2 separate regions of the Sparus aurata genome follow, and region 2 is linked to region 1. A link is a contact called in public Hi-C data. All regions are on one chromosome and are shown on one strand. Each heading gives the region's core, a stretch centred on a gene start, on an enhancer-like site or on the middle of the called end of the contact. The rest is flanking DNA. Distances are from core to core; before and after follow the strand shown. Region 1 holds the start of LOC115577053 (ADP-ribosylation factor-like protein 4C). Region 2 holds the start of ahr1b (aryl hydrocarbon receptor 1b).

What was found. Hi-C and Micro-C count contacts between places; a contact is called where the count stands out from the background.
Region 2: a Hi-C map of an unstated tissue shows a contact between it and region 1, with 4 times the contacts expected there. The contact joins the promoter of ahr1b here to the promoter of LOC115577053 in region 1. A contact is called at or near these places in 2 of 2 Hi-C or Micro-C datasets (skeletal muscle and an unstated tissue).

What each region holds. Positions count from the first base shown.
Region 1 is chr24:18,190,632-18,196,795 of fSpaAur1.1, forward strand. LOC115577053 (ADP-ribosylation factor-like protein 4C) reads right to left here and starts at 3,699. Exons shown (of 1, transcript XM_030409844.1): 1 at 81-3,699. The coding sequence starts at 3,361. The coding sequence ends at 2,774.
Region 2 is chr24:18,336,355-18,342,059 of fSpaAur1.1, forward strand. It overlaps ahr1b (aryl hydrocarbon receptor 1b), which reads left to right and starts at 3,866. Exons shown (of 15, transcript XR_003982999.1): 1 at 3,866-4,544. LOC115577017 (aryl hydrocarbon receptor-like) reads left to right here. Exons shown (of 11, transcript XM_030409773.1): 11 at 1-2,448.

The DNA.
Region 1 (6,164 bases), core at 2,449-4,948:
ACATTGTAAGCAACATTTATCTGAGCTGCTGTGAATCAGTCGACCCTGATTAAAGCTTTACAAACCAGACGACACACACGTTCAATTACAAACAGTTTAATCCCAAAAATACTTCTTCTTGTCTTTCTTTTTCTTTTTTTTTACATTTTGGCATGTAATACATTGTTTGGTCTTGCTGTATCTTGGCTGTAACACTACTACTGTATAATTGTCTGCAGTCGTGGCCGTCATGCAACGTTGAACACAGCTCGACTGAACACTGCGGAGACAGGATGCCACGTTCACGTCGGATCGATGTCGGAAATATTGTATTTAGATCGAGAACAAAAACAAACATTTGCGTCTGCCCCCTGGTGGTTATTGCGAGTGTGACGTGGGGATTTTGCTGCATTCCAACATATTAAAACACAATCAGCTGTACGTGAGGATGCGGAACATGCTGCAGTTTGATTTAAAGTCTTTAAAGTTTGATGCAGCAAACTTCGTTTTAATCCCGTTTCTTCTTCTCCTGTTGAGACGTGAACGCGGCATTACGCAACAGTCCATGTGAGACATTCAGCCGTCCTGTCATTAAGACAAAATACTTATTTCAGTCATTTTTCTATGAACTATTCTGCAAGCTGTCAATCATGTGGGTGGCTCATTGTGTCGGGGACTGAATTGGTGCGTAGGGGTATTTCTAATTCGATTCTTTTTTTAAAAAAACCTCCCCACGCAGCATGTTTTGGTTTGTCATTCATCAGGATTAAATATGCTTCAGTAAGAGGAAAAACAGCTGAACGGGTTCCAGCCCGTCAGTTTGTTTCACAGGAAGACACTCGTAACACTTTCTCAACAACTCCGAGGAACAGCGGCTTCCAAAACTGCTGAAACCAAACCACCAAAATCACTCTATGTCGACGACTGCGTAGTGTTCTGTTGTAAGTCGCCTGGAATAACACTGCAGGTTCAGGGAGTACAGAGTCACGTGTAATGACGTTAAGTTAATTAAATGATTAAAGTTGCTGTAATCAGTCACTGAGAAGAAATATCCAGAAGTGGGAAGTTTGTTTCTGTACTTCAGTAGATTTTCACGTATCTTTACTTGAGACAGTTTTGACTTTTCCTCCCTGAACTTTCTCCTTGTTACATTTTCAATTCAAAAACACGGTTGTATATCAGTCTGAATGCATTATGTCGCTTTACCAGCAATCAACTGTCAGCTGTCTTTGTGGTGTGTTCAGGAACAGCTGGGACAAATCCTATCGATTCTACCTTTAACTTTCAGTCTTTGAATTATATTAACATGACGTGAGCTTCAGTTAGCTCTGCACAGAAATACTTTGAGTACATTTCAGAGCCTGTACTCTATTACTTTACTCCACCTGTGATTATTTAACTTGTTACTTTACGTAGAAGAAAGTTGGGAACGCTACATGTGAAGTTGATAAAAGACATCTACTCAGGTCGAGGCCTGAAATATGGCTTCTGGGTGATTTCACGGACGAGGATGAAAATATCTACTGTCATTTTTTCACATTTCTTTCTTAAATCCAGGGATGTCAAGATACGGGTGTGTATTTTGTGTCTAACAGTATATTTGTAAATGTATTTAACTTATTTCCTTGCTAAAAAAGAACTTACTGACCTCGATAACACTTTATAATCACCATCATTAATCAATGTTCATTTATAGATTGTTAGATTTCACTGTTCAGGAACAATGAGATGGTTCATAAATCAACTGTAACTTTCCAAAGAACAATCGCTAATAAATAGTTTATAAAGCATTTCATTGCTTGTTAACAGTTTAATAACTATAAATTTGCATTATTTAATCATATTTAATCGTTTATTTTAATGACGTAATGGATAAAGTGTTACCAGACATGTATCTGTAGAGGACATGACCTCAGTTGTAGCTACAGGCCTGTTCGTGTGTGATGAGTCATGAAAAATTGTTTTGTTTGTTTGCTTCAGCTCAGTCGTAGAGCTACAAAATCTAGAACACCCCTCACTTTTTTTATCTACAAGTGAAATAATGACCTCAGCTGAACCCTCCAGGAGCTCCTGAACCAGAACTTGTGGTTATTTTGAACTGTGAGGATCCAGATCGGATTTTCTTTCCGAGGCTCGTGCCCAAAATCACTGCATGTTGACGACCGCGCAGTGTTTTGTTGTGGGTCGTCTGGAGAAACCTCCCTGTTCTGTGGCATTATGAGCAGCCTGGGGAGTGAAGAGTTACATGATGTAATGAACCTTAACGTCATTAAATCATATTTAAAAAATGAATGCTGAGAAGCTATGCAATTAAATTACACAGTTAACAAGCTCTTCTTCTACATTCCCAACTAAATCTAGCTCATTATCTTGTAACAGATCTTTTTATCCCTCATCCGCTTTCTTTTTTTTTTTTTTTAGCCACAGAACAGCTACAGCTGATAAATGACCTTAACTGAACCCTCCAGAGTCAAAACCAAAGGAACCAAAGGATGAGAGGAAGGATGAGAGTTTGTTTCTCGGGGGAATCTTCTTTGGTGTAACACCGTCTCAGCTCTGTGTGCGCAGCAGGGAGCTGTGCCAGGAGAGTCCGTCCTGTTCACACTGCTGCTGCTGTCAGCAACACAATCTGTCACCACCACCATCATCATCATCATCATCATCATCCTCCTCCTGGACATTATATCACTCTGATTCTTATTACAGCTGTTTGTCAAATGAACATGTTGTTAAATAGAGTTTCTGCAGCTTCACCTTCATCACCGTGAATATAATCTGCTCACATCCGCAGACTTTACTCCCTCCTCTTCTTCTTCTGCTTCAGCGACTTCCTCCTCTTCACTATCATCTCGTACAGCTTGTCCATGCCCTCGTCCAGACCCTCTCCTATGATGGCGCAGGCCGGCTGGACGTGGTACGGGGTGGACGGGCTCAGCTCGGCCAGAGCCAGCTGCCTCTCGATCTCCCCGACATCCAGCGCCCGCGGCAGGTCCTGCTTGTTGGCGATGACCAGCAGCGGGGTCCCCTGGTTCTCGGAGAAGCGGGTGATCTTGTGCAGCTCGGTGCGGGCCTCCTCCAGCCGCTCCGCGTCCACCGAGTCCACCACGTACACGATGCCGTCCGTGCAGCGGCTGTAGGGCTTCCACAGCGGCCGCAGCTTCTCCTGGCCCCCGACGTCCCAGAAGTGGCAGCTGATGCCCCTGGAGGCCCCCGCGCCGCCCAGACGGATCCTCTCCGTGTTGAAGCCGATGGTGGGCACCGTGTTGACGAACTCGTTGAATTTCAGCCGGTACAGGACGGTGGTTTTCCCCGCAGAGTCCAAACCGAGCATGACGATGTGCAGGGACGTGAAGGCGGCCAGGTTGGAGAAGCTGTTCCCCATGATGCAGCGGGGAGGAGGGTCAGTGCGCACCGCGGCAGACGCTCACACGTCCCGGGAGTGATCCATGCAGTCGAATCAAACGTCTGGTCCGCTCAGCAGAGGCGCAGGGCGCAGCCCCTCGTTGCGCGGAGGCACTCCGGCAGCATCCCTGGACTCACTCCAACAGCGGCAGCCGAACCAGCGCGCGCACAGCGGAACATCTCCAAATGCGCAAATTACGCGCTGCCGAGTGTCACATCATGTCTCCATGTAGCAACACACAACACAAAGTGGTGGTGTGTGACGCGTGGACCTGCCTCATGAGAAGATGCGTCAAGCACGGGCAGAGGACTACAAAATAAGACTTCCGGTGAAGACAAAATAAAAGCCTCCTCTATGCGGGAGGATCTTATTTTGAAAGGTGTGTGCTGCAGTGTTTCCTCTGCGCACAGAGCTGCTCAAACTGACACCTAGCGGTCACATGTGACCCCTGCACTACCTTCTAACTTCATGTTCTTTAGCATTTATATTTGATTGAGACCAATCAAATTTCTTTATTGTTGTGTGGTTGTATGAATGTGTGGCCACTAAACAAGTGTTTAATAAAAAGGCTTTGAGGTTAAAAACATTAAAAACATCTGGTGCTGTGAGCTGACGAGCATTTAAAGATGTTCGGACCATCTGCAGGTTCTGTAGAGAGTTTATAATGTAGAAGAGTCAGTATAATCTGTGATACTGTTTAACCTCAACACACACAGTTGGTCTACATGAGCGTTTACAACTGTCATATATGAAAAAGTTCTTTTTTTGTGAGCAGAAACTGGTAAAGAAAATAAAAGCACGCTGGTGTAAATGAGCGTAAATGTGAATTCAACATTATCTGTATGTAAACGGTAGAATCAAGGACAAGAAACACACTGAAAGTTGATTATTCAGGGATTTAAAGCAGCGTACTTAAGATTTATGTGTCCAAACTCTGAGCACCAACATCTGCAGAGCACTGAAGAGAAGGAACCTTCAACATGAGCTCCACTAGATGGCAGCAGAAGATCTCACAACAATAAGAGATTCTCTGCAGACAGAAACTGAACATTAACATGAACCTCTCTTCTTTTATTGCATCTGTTCACAGGCATCATTCACACTGAGCAACGACTCCACGACTTCCTCCTGCCGCAAACTTTCTCCCCGTCACTTCATTTTAAGCATGAAATGTTGAAAGCGTTCTAAAAAGCTGCACCAAGAAACAGAAATGTGACTGAAGCAGCAGGAGACGTGAAAACAATCCAGATCAGCTGAGTGCAGGTGGTGCAGACTGACTCCTGATGGAGGAGTGGAAGCAGCGTGGGACATTTCCATCTCAGCCAATCTCAGTGGGGGGTGACACCAGGTGGTTCTGATGCTCAGTCTGGATCTGACCCTGACTCTCTGGTCTGTTTAGACCCTGATGTGTTTGCTTGACTTCAACACATGAAACACCTTCAGTTTTAACGTTTTATTTCACTGGAGCACATTTCAGTTTGGTTCTGTTTGTGTTCCGGCCTGTAAGCATTCTGCTGCCGGTACAACCACATGTTCACACGCCTCCGTTTGTTTGTCTGGTTGTGAACAGAAGACGATTTTATAAATGAACCTTTGTGAATAATTCAGCTGTTGTAGTTGAGGGTGATGCTGCAGCTCTACACACATTAACAGCATCTAATCAACCAGATTGAGTGAAAACAGCTGCGCGGAATGAACCTTTAACAGGTTTCATCAGTGAAGAGACAACACCGGTCCCCAAACACACAACAACTACACAACTACACAACCTGAGTCATCAGGACTTCACTAATTGTTCTCTCTGACCTCCTCCTGCATCGATCCTCGACCTGATGAGTGTGTGTGATCAATAAAACAAATTAAAACCAGCTCACACACACACACACACACACTCACACAGACACACACACACACGCACACACACACAGGCACACACACACAGACACACACACACACACACAGACACACACACTCCTCTCTCTCTAACAAGGCTGAGTCACTAAGTGTCTCTCGCCCACTCAGCTGCGTCTCCTCTCGGTTCCTCAGGTAACAGTAACCAACGTGTTTCTGTGGAAACGGGCTGAGCTGAACTTCTTCAGTCCAAATTACCTTCAAATTAAGTTTTAATGAGAAACAAAAGTTTTAGTTCCAACTCTAAAGTGCAAATTAAAAAACTGTTTGTTCTCTGCCTTTGATTACATTTCCGTCCTTCATTACGCTTTAGGGGGAAATTTACTTTAAATGAACTTTTTATTGTTGAAATGTTCTGATGATGATTTTTTCTGCTTCATGTACGATAAAAGATTTCTTTTGTTTAAACTCTCGGATGAGTTCACAGCTGTGGACGGCTTTTAGATCATCTAATCAATATCATCTGATCAATATCATCTGATCAATATCATCTGATCAATATGTGACTTAAAGGAACAGTTCACAAAAAAATCAGAATTTTTTTTCTTTCTTTCCACAAATGTTTTTTTTTTTCAATAAAAACATTTTTTTCTATAATTATATATTTTTTTCAATAAAATTACTTTCAATTGAAAAATTGAAAATTTTTCAAAAAGAAAAAAATGCTATAAAATTTTTTTTTTTTTTTTCAATAAAAATGTTTTTTTCTCAATTTTTTTTCGATAAAAGAAATTCTCAATAAAAGTTTTTTTTCCTTAATATTTTTTTTCAGTGAAATTCTTTTTTCTCGATAAAAATCTGAACTTTTCTGATTTTTTAATTTTTTTTCAGAATTTTTTTTCCCCTGCAAAACTTTTTCAAAACTCATTTT
Region 2 (5,705 bases), core at 2,616-5,115, 150 kb after region 1:
ACTGTTTGAGACTTTAAAGGGACAGTCTGTCGACACTTTAAAACATTTCCACCGGGACAAAAAAAAAAAAAAAAAGATAGAACCAAAGTTAAACTTCAACAAGCCAACTGTTTTGCACTATTCCTTTAAAGTTTGCCAAAGCATAGCGAAGAGAAAAATAATCAACAGATCTGTTTCTGAGCTTTATTACAAAAAGAGATTCCGATAGCAACATAATTTGCACAAATTAAGATGATTTTAGTGATTTTAGACGGACTGGACCCTCCAGACTTTTTATTAGAACAGAATAGACCCAGTGAGAGTGAAAGCTTAACAGGAGGATCATTTTCTTTGAGCCTTTTCTGGTGGCTTCCTTCCGATTGGATTAAATTAAACAGAGTAATTAACGGCCAGGATGTTCAGTCATCAGTTTTTGACCCTCTCCTTTGTGTTTCCCACCTCAGATCTCCGTCCTCTTTCCTCCTTTCTGTCTTTGTGGTTTAATTTATCGACGTTCTCGCTCGGACTGTCCGGCAGCGAAACACAGAAGTAAAAACGGTTAAAAGGCAGCTATTGTATATTTTTTAAAACGAGGGGGGGAAAAAAAGGAAAAAGAAAAAGAACGCGAGTTAAACTTCAAGTGCCTTCGAATTGACCTCTTTGTGATTGTCTGTTGATCTTAAAAAAAAAAACTCAGCACTTAGATTGAAAAAGAAAAAGAAAGAAAGCCTCCAACACGCGTCGCTTCATCAGTACTGAGCCGCGGAAGCTGAAGTTCTGTGCAGAATACTTACAGCTTCCTCTGTGACGTGAAAACTTGAATATCTTTGACTTCAATACCAAAAAAAAAACAAGCCATGAAGCCATCTGTGGTGCTTTATTCTCGAGGATACCAAAGGGACAAGACGGAAACACACATCCACGCTTTCTGTCGACTGTCTGATGATTCTGATAGGAAACGGACCAGAACGTTTGTAGTCGTGGTTTCACAAACTGTGAAGATATGTTTATATTCACTAACGAAGCTGCGTTCACGTCATGTGGGAGTCATTTAGAGTTCCCAAGAAATGAAATAGAGACGATTTAAGGTCAGGAGTGCTTTCATGGATTTAAAATATGTCAATAAACACAGAAGAAGAAGAAAAGAGAGAAGGGAACAAGTCAACAAATATTAAATCATCGGCCGTTCTGACCCTCAGCTGTGCAGAAATTACAGACGAGGAAACTTATTTTTAAAAACAAAACATGAAATTATCAATCATCTTCAGAACATCCAGATATTTTTTTTTTAACCACAGTTATCCAAAAGGCTGTGGTGAAAGAACAACAGAGTAAAGACAGATGTACCCCAACAAACTACAATCAGGAAACAAGCTAGAAGTTTCTGAATTTATGAGGTGCACTTGAATGCACCGTGAAGTGGGAAAAATGGTGCCTTCCATCTGGTTCAAGTTTTGTGTGTTTACAGGAGTGTGTAGTTTGGATACGAGACAAACCACGTGACGTGGACGTTAGCAACAACCTGCCCCTTTCTCTAAGAGTCGTTGAGGGGCATTCTGGGTAATGTAGTGAACCACTAACTGCAGTAGAAGCAAAGGAGGCAGGCTGAGTTACAACTGCTTTGGCTCGGTTTTCCTTAAACGTGCGGAAAAATCTTAGTTTAAGGCTCATAAAAATATGTCTTTTTTTAATGTGTGTTGGAAAGAAAAATCGTAGTTTGTTTACTAAATGTTTTCTATTACTTAGTAACTTAAATATTACAGTAACTGTACATATTTAAAGGACAAAGTGATGATTGATTCTTAACAATCCGTGAAAGCTGAGCCAAAAGCTTTTGTTTCCCCAGATTTCTCCCCTCTGCACATCACCGTCGACGTCTTTTGTGAACTTGAACTTGAGTTTCGACGCGTTAAAGAACATTATGAGGTGCTATGACAAAAATCACCATGTGTGCCTTGACAGCAGTGTCACCAAAAAAATCTGAATTAGACCAAAAATCATCACAGATGGATCCGATCAGTACAAGCGTTGTCGAGTGCTTTCATTGAAATATGATAAAGAAATATAAATATATATCTTGTTGCTTGCTTCTAGATTTAAACAAAAAAAAAAAGCTTTGTACTTATTATACTTTTATTTTTCAAACCCTGGAGGCCAAGGCTCCACATTGCAGTATCTTTGTGTACCTGTATATAAATATATATATTTGATGTTTTTTTTCAAATATTGTCCTATATTGTGTATTTTAATGTTGTATTGCCTTAACCTGACTCACACCTATCATCATTTTTTTGTACATTTTCTGCACAGCATAAACATATGTAACCTCTTATAACGATGTTTTCTTTTTGTAACTCTTCAACTTATTATATTTTGTGGATTTGCCTTCAATATTTTGCCTTTTATCAGCGTATTGAGTGTTTGATCTTTTCATGCTGACCGTATTAAAGGTGATTTGATCACACAGCCTTACTGTTCATCTCTTTGTGGGTATTTTTACTCCTCAAATGTCAATATATTTAAAGGAAAGAGGTAAAAGACATTGGTTTAAATGAATTTTGTCATTTAAATTGTAGTTCTGATGACTGTGATGCTCTCCAGTGTCCACTAGAGGACATCGTAGCTCTAAGTGTAACTGCTCTTTAGTACATCTGCTCCTGTTTCACAATCTGCTCCCAGTTAAGCCTTTAATGGTTTCACTGCAGGAACAAACTGGGCCAGAAGGGATCAAACACAGTCTAATATTATCTTACTGTGACACACTGCATCATAAAGCAAGTACAATGTCCACAAAAGGGCTGGAAAACACTTGTATGTGTGTCAGAATGTACAAACCAGGAGTGACGCTTAACATTGTTAGATAGCAAACAGTAATATATCCTCCAATATACAACATTCACAGCTTTTACTTCAGGAACACTCGCATCTTCAAGGACTCTTAATAAATACAAATATAGTAAAGTAAAAAGTATAATGTGGCATCATATGTAAAAGATAAAAAAATATAATATTTTCCCCTGAAATGAATTGTTTTGAGATTAAACTATTTGGCTATCATGTTAACTAAGGAAGCAAACTAAAATTAGCCACATTTATAGAAATATGTATATAAAGATGAATTACACTGACAAACAGCTCAGTTAAGTGAAAGTGGACTAAGTAAAGCTAGCTAATATTAGCCATATTTATAGCTAACATTTGCCACATGTATCAAAATTAAAGATAAATCATACCAACTAACATAGCTGAATTTATTGATATAGAGTTAGCTAAATAAAACTAGCTAATATTAGCTACATTTATCGCAAACATCGCACACCTTTTGAAAATTAAAAATTAATCATATCAACAAACAGCTCAGTTTGTCAATAAAGTTAGCCAAGTAAAGGAAGCTAACATTAGCCACATCTACAGATGTTATTAACATTACATCGACAATCATAGTTGATCTTATAAATATGAAGTTACATCTATAGAAATTAAACATTTATCATGTTAGCAAACATAGCTCAGTACACAGTTAGCTAAGTTAAGCTAGCTTTATTTTTTATCTTTAGATGATAACACTTTTTAAAGCTAACGTTACATGCTCTCGCTTTAAATTGATAAAATGAAGTTAGCTTCTCTGAACTTCTGTATAAATCAATATGTAGGGTTAACCCTTCTACAAAATGACACCTCATTAAATGTTAATAAAAACAGAACAGCATAATTAATATAAAACATGTCAGTCATACCTGTTTGTTGTCGATAAATATCCGTACATTTTAAATTTTCGACCGTTTCTCGAATTTTCGAGAAGTCGACCGTTATTTTTCCCTACGTCACCTTTGACCCGCCGCGCGCTCCCGACGTCCAATCAGTGCTGGCGGAGGAAGAAGAGGGAGCGCGCGCAGGTTGTGGAGGAGGGAGGACGCAGGAGAGGAGAGGAGAGGAGAGGAGACAGGACGCAGGAGGAGAATTTAACTTTAACACGGTTCCATGTTGATATTCCGGCTCTGAACTCCAGGATGTGAAGTTCGAACGGAGGTTTGTTTTAAAACGTCAGCGGGATTCGAGGCGGCGGCAGCGGGACGACACGGACGAGATGACCGGAGAGAAACTGCGCTAACGTCCCCGGTACACTTCTCCTTCACCCGGGAGCTGTCATGTCATCTGATTTACACCGAGTTTACCGTTAAATGACCGATCTGTGGTCTTGTTTACGTTTTATCTCCTCTGTAAACCGACATGTTGGATTAACTCCCGTCTGAACTCGGCTGGTTGGGGTTTAACGCGAGTTTGAAGCGTTTCTGTCCGAGAACACATGAATCTGGTCCGACCGGTGTCTGTCCCACAGCTTCTACTGGACTCTACTGGACTCTCCTGATCTCGACTGGTCCCCTCTGGACTCTACTGGACTCTGCTGGTCCTCTCTGGACGCTACTGGACTCTGCTGGTCCCCTCTGGACTCTACTGGACTCTGCCGGAGCCTCCATCAGTTAAAGTTTATGGCTCCACTGTGATTAAATCCACATTCTCAACATGTATGCGGGACGGAAGAGGAGAAAACCTGCTCAGAAGGGGTGAGTCTGATTTATTAATGTGATTGAAAGATAAATTTAATGTTTTTTAACACTTATTCTGTTCATCCGAGACACACTTTACTGTTCCTGGTCACTTCATTTAGACTGACATCATCCAAAATGTCAAAACTTTGAAATCCCAGCAAATATATGGAAGCTCAAAATTGAAGTATTTGTACATAATAGAGCCAAATCCACATTTAAAATGAAATATTAACATTAATTATTAAATGATAATCTACCCTAAGCATCTGTCCCACATTACGTTCTGTAAAAAGAATAAAAAATGTAAACGATAATGATAATATCAGCACACATCCATTAATATGGAAGACCTGACGTGCTATTTGTACATAACGGACCCAAAATTGACATTTAAAATGAAATATTAAAACTAATTATTAAATTATAACCTATCCTAAGCATCTTTTCAGCATTATGTTCTATGAAAAGGAGTGAACAAATGAATAAATAATAATAATAATGGCACATGTGCATTTTATGGAAGCCCTAACATGCTATTTTAAAATAATGGACACAAAATTGACATCTCAAATGAAATATTAACATTATTTATTAAATAATAATCAACCCCAAGCATCTTTTTTATATTATGTTCTGTCAAAGAGATTAAAAATTAGAATAATAATGATAATATCAGCACATATCCATTAATATAGAAGCCCCAACATGTTTGTTTTTTTAATAATGGACCTAAAATCAACATTAAGATTAGATATTACCACTAATCATGAAATTGTAACCTTCCCCTTGCATCTTCTCTGTACTGTATTTTATAAAAATGTTAAATAAATAATAATTATAATCATATCAGCGCATATTCTTTTATATGAAAGCACTAACTTGCTATTTTAAATTATGGGCCCAAATTGAACTTGTGTATTTATTAGGCTATCATTTAATATTTATAATCTGGGGTGGATGATGATTTAATAATTATATTTATCTTTTTCTTTTTCAAATTAATAAATTAAAACCTGCCCCAGGTTGTAATAATTAAATTATAATCTGCCTCAAGCGCCTTTTTCCAGTAAAAAAAAAAAAAAGATAATTAAAATAAAATTAGGCTAATAATATCAGTGTCTACATAACAGACATTTAAAATAAAAAACTCTTGATATTAACACTCACACTTGAATA